Linked DNA regions of Zea mays: region 2 is linked to region 1. Evidence: chromatin contacts called from public Hi-C data. All regions are on one chromosome and are shown on one strand. The core of a region is the stretch at or near the end of the contact, and the rest is flanking DNA. Distances in the headings are between cores, read along the strand shown. Region 1 holds the start of LOC103635716. Region 2 holds the start of LOC100283596.

Evidence for each region. A called contact is a pair of places that touch in the nucleus more often than the background predicts.
Region 2: a contact with region 1 is called in a Hi-C map of ear, with 6 times the contacts expected there. The contact joins the promoter of LOC100283596 here to the promoter of LOC103635716 in region 1. A contact is called at or near these places in 2 of 25 Hi-C or Micro-C datasets (ear and tassel).

The regions. Positions count from the first base shown.
Region 1 is chr8:113,829,236-113,833,837 of Zm-B73-REFERENCE-NAM-5.0, forward strand. It overlaps LOC103635716, which reads right to left and starts at 1,845. Exons shown (of 5, transcript XM_008658101.4): 1 at 921-1,845; 2 at 635-761; 3 at 293-534; 4 at 1-151. The coding sequence starts at 1,845.
Region 2 is chr8:114,279,235-114,283,836 of Zm-B73-REFERENCE-NAM-5.0, forward strand. It overlaps LOC100283596, which reads right to left and starts at 2,805. Exons shown (of 7, transcript NM_001366685.1): 1 at 2,528-2,805; 2 at 2,304-2,422; 3 at 1,155-1,240; 4 at 950-990; 5 at 692-858; 6 at 532-594. The coding sequence starts at 2,699.

The sequences.
Region 1 (4,602 bases), core at 595-3,094:
GTCACCGCAGGCACAGGGATTGCTGCCTCCGCAACCCTAGGAGCATCCGTGTTTTCTGCCTGTTCCTGCTGCGTGACTGCTTCAGGCGCTGCTGCTTCCGCTACGGTGGTTTGTTGTTGTTCCTGCGGCGTGATCCCCGGCGGCTGAGCAACTACGCATGCATGCGATAACAATGGCATTACGACTAGGGCATCAGGGTTTTCAATTTACAGGAAGCATGGGCATGAATGGCCTATATATTTTTGAAAGAAAAATGGCATATATATATGTACATCAGAATTTCGACCCTCACCAGTTGTTGCAGCAGGGGCGGCTGAGAGTATGCTGTTCAACATATTGACCTCGAGCCCCATATGCGCATGGTGGTGGTGGCTCGCTGGTGGCGGCGCGGGGGTGACGACGGCGTTGGTGGTGGTGTATTCCGCCGCCGCAGCACTGTCGTAGCTAGAGTGCATCTGCCCGCTGTTTCTTTTCATCATCTCCACGCTGCGCGCTATAAAATTGTGAACCCACACGTGGTTGCGCCTGCGGAGACTGAAACAAAAGGGATGCAACACCAGATTAATTGAGATCGTTCTTTATAGTATATATATACAATAATACAGCCGTTAATTGTTGTGTTTGAGACACTTACTCATGGTGCAGCAGTTGGTCCGTATGGAAATGGCCATCTGCGCCGATGGACATGCGATCGACGATCGCATGCTGGAAAACCATCCCCGGCTCCGATGCATGCACCGTGAAATGCATCCTCCACCTCTCTGCATAAATGTGTGTTGAGAAATCTGAGAACGAAATGTGTGTCGTTGGCCGGGGTGAATTGGTGTAGAATTTAAACTACATGGGTTCATAGGCATAATACAAATGAGCTCTAGAGAAATTAATCGGAGTTGGACAACGACACACTTCCTTATAATTACCATCTTGACGCACAACCTCCCGGACTGAGTGGCACCGGGAGCAGTCGAGTTGGCCGCGGACGATTGGCCGGAACCAGACGTCCTCCTTCACAGGGTACACGTCGTTGATGAGCGCAGCCGCACCACCGCTGCTCTCCCCGCGTTCAAGGTTCCTGACGACAGCCGCAAGCTCTGCCTGCCCATTGTTGACGAGCTGTTCGTACAGCGAAGGGCTCGGGCGATGAGGGTGGGGGATGACGCCGCCATCGGCGAGCAGCATCTGCATGTTACGCTCGACCAAAGAGGCTTCGTCGGCCCCGCCGTCGCAGAGCATCGTCGTCGGTTCCGCAAAGCCGCCGCCGCCATACGCATGACGACGATGCATCTCGGGGGGCAGCATTTGATGACTCGGCTGCTGGATGTCGTTGTTGTCTATGGCCATCGGCTGGTGGTACTCTACGTCCAGCATGGCGGATGATGGCTGGTAGTTCCCGGCAGCGGCGTCGACGATGGGCGCCGCCGGCACAGGGAGGCCGAAGTCGGGCGCCGCGTTTAGCGTCGTCTCCAGCGCCGGGTGTCCCTGGAACTCGGTGGTCGTCAGCGCGTGGACGCCAAAATCCGGCGCCACTGTCGTCGTCAGCGACTGGTGGAGCGCGGGGTGACCGTGGAATCCAGTTACCGGCGCCTGCTGGAGGCCAAGATCCGGCGCCACTGTCAGCGTCTGTGGTGGTGCCGGGAGGCCCTGGCCGCGGCCTGATAAATCCGGCGCCGCGTTACTCAGCGTCTGTGGCGCCGCCAGCTGGTGGCCCTGGACATGATCGGTGGTATGGCGGAGCCCCACTCCAGTGCGCTCCGGTTCAGACAAGGGGAACATGTGAGCCTCCGGGCTAGGGCAATGCAGGAAGCGGCCGACGTCGCCATCGGCATCGTATGGCTCGTCGGACATGGGTTGCAGCGGTGTCTGACGATCACCGGAGGTTGGCGGCGCATGTAGAGGCCAAGAGGGTGTGCGTGGGAGCGGGGAAGATGTCGGATTTGTGCAGCAGTGAAACGCCTGGCCATGGACGGTGGCGGCGAGCGAGAGGGGTATTTGTGTTTTGTACGACGACGCCAAGGGGCGCGCGGCGGTTGGCGGGGTTTTTACGCGCGCGCGCGACGGGGCGCGACGGTTGGCGGCGGCACCGGTTCGCATGCGCGCGCCACTGTCACACACTCACACTGTCACGTGCCGGGTTTGAGTTTGGGCGCGGTTTGTTTGTAGCCATCAGATGCGCATCGAACCGTGCCGGGTGGAGGCAACCGTATGCATGCCGGGGACTTGGGGACACCGAACACGCGTTGCCACTTGCCACGTAATAACTAAATGACGGCACGAATGATTCCCTGGATGACACGTGCCTACAATGTCATAATGCGTCTATTGTACCGATTTTTTTGCATTTTAGTTTTTTTAAAACATATTTAGACATCTGAAAAAATATTTTCGTTTTAAAACTCTTTTTTCGATGTTATAGAGTGTGATATGGCTCGACGTAGCCTATAGCGCCAAGTTATTGATATGCGTGTGCAAATCGAGCTTACGGTAACGTGAGTACGTGACCGAGCTCGACCTCGACGCATGACACCCAGCTCCCGTCTCATGCACATGCAACGTTGCGACTTGCGAGAGTGAGTGGGCCCAAAGCAGCACATGCACATGCAACGTTGCCTCCTAGCTCTGTCTGTCGGTCAGAAACCGCTAATCCTACTCGGGCCGTCTGCAGCTTGCACACCCACACACGAGAATCTGATTAGGAGACTTAACTTTTTATGAGCTAATAAAAGATGCATTTTTCACTCCAGCTGTAATTATGGAAGGGGCCAACAATGGATGCTTCGGTTAGGACTAGAAGAAATGCTCGTGGCTCATAGTCTCGTTCGATTCGTGGACAGTTCGGCTCGACTCGAATCGGATCGTTTGAATTTTTTAATGAGCTGAGCTGACATCTCACCTCGGTTCGTTAATAAGCCATCTCGGTTTATTAACGAGCCAGCTCACGAGTTAAACGAGCTATCATATTTACTATAAGCATATCATTTATGTAACAATTGATAAACATGTTATATGTATGTGTGTCTCTCAAAAATTGCATTCGAATTTGTTAAATTAAAAATGCAAATTTTGCAAACAACCTCGATGGAAAAAGTATTAAAATAAAAGTTGTAGAACTTCAAAATTTATGAAACGACTTTGTAGTTTAAAACTTTTTCGTTTGAATTAGTTGTACAAATAATTTTTCTACTGGCCCCTAGCATTAGCAGTTCTGAAAAACGCCACTGCAAATGTGTTTAGAACCCCATGTATAGAGCTTCTCTGTGCTAGTGTTAAATTAAACTATGTGAATATAACTGTGGATTAAAATGATGAACATGTATGTAAATTGTGAATTGATGAGTGATAAGTTGTGTTAATATAATTTGATGTTACATCATTGATGTTGTCTGTGAAACTATATAAGTATGATTACTATTTTCTAAAATTAAATAAAAATTAATTATAGTATATACAATTGTTTTTTCTACTCTGGCTCTCGAGCTAGACAAACTAATTCAAGCTTGTAAACAAGCCGAGTCGAGTTTGACTCTATGGCTCGTTAGCCAAGTCGAGCCAGCTCGAACTCGGATGAGTCAGTCAAGCTGGCTCTATATCCAACGCTAGCTTCAATATCGTGCTATCCCTTGTGTTATATGTAAACACGAATACATGCATCTGTCGAACGGAGGTAAAAGATGCCTTTATTACCTTGTGTTATTGAAAAGGAAATTACATGAAATTAATATCCATTCATGCACAGAAGAAATTACAGAACAACTAACTAAACATTCAGGACACTGGCTGTCACACAGAGAGAGACACGTACAAAAGCATAAGTGGACTCACACTACAACCGAAGCAATAAAACAATTTGAGGCTCCAAACAAATGGTAAATCGTAATGAGCGGTAAATCAAACGCCGCACAAAATTAGCATGCAAGTCCTGCATGCAAAAGATTACCGTAGCGTCTACTCAGTAACACAGTGGCAAAGGCCTACGTGCTAAAGAAGCAACCACAATGTACATCCACAGACGGCTAGATGTTTTCCACAGTAAAAGTAGACAGATAAAATTCCTGAAGACGAACCATAGAGATCTGTTGTAGCTATAATTTATATAGACAAAATATTGTAGAAGCCGTAATCGTAGTTGGATTAAAGTCACAGTGAACATATCGTAAGCTGCCAGCTCGGTTTACACACGTCAGCAAGGTCAATACCTCGGCGTACGGGTTATGGCGTCGAGATCTCGGCGCTATGGCCTATGACGTCGAGAAAGGGTCAAAAAACATGAATACTTCCTCCAGGGTCTAAATTTGAAAAAAAGGAAAAATGCAAAAAAAACGGTCTATCGATAAGTGTATTTACTCGTCTACCACAACAATAAACTACACACTCTATCCCAAAATATAATTCGTTTTAGAGTCTATTTTGTTTCATAGACTAAATGTTACTCCCACTCTTTTAGTTCATATTAGTTTGTAAATTGCCAAACACAGGAACTAAAGAGGTCTTTTAGTCCCTGTATTTGGCAATTTAGGGACTACAAAGGAGGAACTAAAGTTTTAAATGTGAATGTAGTTTATATGCATGTCTACATTCACCATTATTCATTCAAATATGGACAGA
Region 2 (4,602 bases), core at 1,555-4,054, 450 kb after region 1:
GTTCAACTACTGATAGATGTTGTGCTTGAAATCATCACTATTACCCTAAAAATTCTAGTAATTAAGTATCGTGCGGATGTGTATGTACCTTATGCAAGGTTGTTTATTCAAACATGATAAAGAAAAAGACACATCAGTGAACATTATATTCTTCGTTGTTTAACTAATTTTCCCTTGGGAGGTAGCATGGTGCAAATTTTCTGGTTTCCATATATACAGTGATCTTGAACCGGGTTTTGAAACTGTAATAGACAACTGCTCTTGCTAGTACAGTCGTTCCTAACATTCATATCCTCCATGAAATTCATTTCATACTATTACTTTATTAGTATTACTATCTTGTGGACAGAGTTAACATAAGTAGGGGAAGCACCAGATATGCCATCGGTAGATCAATGTATTGCATTTTTCATGTAGAATATGATGGTAAGAAAATAAAATTATCCATTTTGTTACAATTCTGTAATGACACGTCCAGTGTTTTACTTAAAAACGATTAAGGAAAGCAACAAAACAGTGTCATGAAGGTACCTTGTCAACAACAAATTGTCCAAGGATAAGCACTTCAAGAATCTTTCTCCAGTCCCATGACATCTGCCATGACAGTATGAGGCAATGTTTTAAAAAAGAAACATTGGCTGACTGGTTATTAACTAAAGAAATTTCAGAAGGACAAGATTGAATTAATCACCTTAACTAGAACACTAATGGTGAAAAGGCCAAAAACAGCACCAGATGCTCCAAGTGACACAGAGGATGTTGGAAGAGCTAGCCATGAAATCAAGTTTGCCCCAGCACCAGTCAAAATGTAAGACATCCAGAGAGCAAAGTTACCCTCTTCCTCCTCGACAAGCTTTCCTGTATATTCAGATCAGCAATAGGCATCCTTTAACTGAATTTTAAGTTCCAACCAGAGCAGAGCATTCATTTTTTAGCAATCAGCTCTCACCAAAGATATACACAAAGAATAAATTGCTTGAAAGATGATTCCTGCAGCAAATAATCGATGACTTAATGAGTAACCAACCTCACAAAAGAAGTATATGGATGAACTTATAATGTATCCATCAGTTGTACTCAACTTTACCAATTATTAACATATCCAAACAGCAAGAAACCAATTAAATTGATCTGAAATAGTAAGTCAAACTAACCAGTTGGCATGGCAAAATGTTGATGTCACAAACTGGAACCATGAAGGGAATGCATGATACAGGTATAGTGATTTTATTTGCCGAATCTGAAATGCAAGGGAACATAAATTGACAAGTAAATATACAGTTCAGCACATGAAAAAAGGTATATACGTATATGTGCCTATTTTCTTAAGATATAAACAAAAAAATTGAAATATCCCTTATCAAAGGAAAGAGCGACTACATCAATCCTCATTTTACCCTTCCATTGATATAGCCAGTCGGTCTAGAATCTACAATAATTTAATTGATGGAATAACACCACTCTATGGATGTTGAATAAATATATGGGCTAGCCATAAGATCCTAAAAAATAGAACACAAATAATCAAGTAAGGGTGGGACAATAATGCCAATGTAATGCATGGAGAAGTGTAGGTCAAATGTTGTTTGCCCAAATCTCTCTCTTTTAGCCAAGATTGCCAGAGTAACTCGAATTTTCTTGGGATAACATCATGCTTGTTTGTGCATCATCATGAATCAAATGCATTTATAATACAGACACCGAATACAAAGCACGCTGTGATATGAACCCTTTTCTATTAAAACAGGTGCAAGATATGATAAATGTATTCAATGATCCAAGAGTAGAAACGAATACTGATGTCTAACAGGCTAAAATCCTTATATGTTCACCTAGGGTTGAAAATAGCTGGGCAAATTGTTTGAAACCATGATGAAACAAAAAAAAATGATGTATTTATTTCCTGAATGAGGGAGTGACTATGATTAGTCCGTTAGCTTGAACCTGTAAACCTTAATCTATACCAGTAAACATATTTGTAGCAGTCAAGTACAACATGGTTCTAAAATAAATGAAACAAAATGCTCAGCCTGACACAATCTGTCCTCATCCGCATCTAACACAAACAAATGCTCCATAAACATCAGGAGCTATCAGTTCAGTTGTGAATAAATTCGAAAGTAAATAAGCAAATATTGCATATATTATATTACTCTTATGCATGGTGTGTTTGGAAATCGAAATTTGTATCACCCTGCTGATTGGACAACACAAATCTGCACAACAAGGTGCATCTTTTTGCAGGATGAACATGCATCACGGAGGGTTTATGTTCCGCTTCAGGGAGGCGAGTCGAGCCATACCTGGAACAAGTGGTCGGCCATGTAGATGCCGAAATTGAGCAGCAAGATCCAGAAGATGCCATTGGCGCGCCTGCTATGCGGCTGCTTCTCCTTGGCAATCTCCAGTTCTTCGACCAAGCCTGCTCACAGAAACGAGGCCATCTTAGCCAAACATCTTGCTCAGTTCGTCAAAAATCCTCGCTCAAAATCGGCAGGACTGAAGCGCAGCAGTGCCGGCTGCTCACTTGAACGCTTCGTCGCGTACCGGAGCAGGCCCCGCCGGATGCCGGGTGCTACGGGAACGGCGGTAACGGGGACAAGGTGGCGCCGGGGGAGGTAGGAGAGAAAGGGAGAGGGGAGGGCCTTCAAGAAAGTTCTGGAAGGGGCGGGGAGGAGGAGCAGCAGCTGCTGCGCCATGGCTGGAGCCTAGAGGTGCCCTCCCTTCCCTTGCTTGTGCTGGGTTTTGGGGAGGGGAGGACTGGCATCTATGAACGCGAGGCCCACTTTCACAGGAAGGTATTTGTTCCAACCGTGTCATGCAGGCTAAGAATTTACTTTTTTGCAGCATGTTCACCCCTTATGTTTCTTGTTTCTATGGTAAGATTGTATGCCGTCATGGACCCTCAATTTTTACTAGTGTACTGCGCGCGTTGTATCGTTTTTTTCATATAAGCATGTCTTAGTGCATGGAAAGTGTACATGAACATGGATAAAAGTTTTTGAGCCATATAAGTACATGGAAACAAGATAAGACATATGCAAAATATGTTGTTTTACATTTTTTTCCTTTTGATAAGCATGTTGTAGTACAAGGAAATTGTACATAAATATGGAGAATAGTCGTTATGGGGCTTGGGGCACATAAATATTTGAGAACAAGATCAGAAGCAAGTAAATTATGTTGCTTTGCAGCAGCTGTTGATGAATTTTAAGTGAGAATTTTGGCACTAAAAGTTGTAGTGCGAAATGAGATTACAATACTTAATAAGTAGTTCTTTGGTGGCAATGGTAGTTCATGTTTGGTGAGTTGATATGTGTATTTGTCGATGACCTGTGATCAATAAGATAAATATTATTATCTAACTTTGGTAGTCCAAAGTGGGAGATCATTATTCTACTAAGGAATTTGCATGTGTTTAAATGGGAAAACAATTTTCACCATTTGTTATTGAGCCATTAACAGTAAACATATTCGAATTTACCTCTGTACTTTATGATGCATCAAAATATACTAGGACGCGTCGAGCCTGTCAAATATATTTCATTAGGTTGTATATCTAGAAGATGCTTTGTTAAAGTTGCTAACATTATCAAATAAGAAGCTTTGTACCGTGTTTGATTCATAAATTTGTATTGGTAGAGTATTAGTCTGAGGTAGTTAACTGTGAACACAAGATTACAGAGGATTCGTTTTGAAGTAATGTTTTCGAATACTTACTTCTTTGGTGACAATGGTAGTTCATGCTTGGTGAGCTGATCTGTGTATTTGTCGACGACCTGTGATCAATAGGATAAATATTGTTATCTAACATTGGTAGTCCAAAGTGGGAGATCATTATTCTACAAAGGAATTCGCCTATGTTTAACTCAGAATACAATTTTCACCATTTGTTATCGAGGCATTAACAGTAAATAGATTTGTATTTCCATTAAAATATATAAGTTAAATATGTAAGTACATTGAATTTATCTTTGTACTTTGTGACACATAAAAATATGCTAGAATGTGTCGAGCCTGTCAAATATATTTCATTAGGTTGTATATCTAGAAGATGCTTTGTTAAAGTTGCTAACATTATCAAATAAGAAGCTTTGTACCATGTTTGATTCATAATTTCTGAGGTAGTTAACTGTGAACACAAGATTACAGAGGAGCAGGTGTACAGAGGGGGGGAAATGAAAACTAGGGAGGAGTGTTGTTGTGTTATATATTTGTTGTGCTTTACCTGGTGTAGTACACGTGTGCTTCATGAATGACTGGATTAAAGTACCATGCACTTGCTGTAGTGCCGCTTAGATATGATTGGCCTATATAGCAACTAATATGGGTAAATAATGTAAATGTTGCTCTGAAATATTTAAAGCATAACCTTTGAAACATTTAGCAAGGCACCCAACAAACATTATGACAATAGGTTTATTGTTGCTCTGATTGCAGACATCATCAATGGAGAAACCTGATGCTTGATCTCCCCAAAGCGTAATTGTTAGAGGTGTCACTAAAGAAACAATAATAGCATGGTTCAATATAAGTAGCTTAGTTGTTACAAGGGGTAGTGCTGAAAGGATTTTTTTAGAATTTGCTACATTATGTATGTCG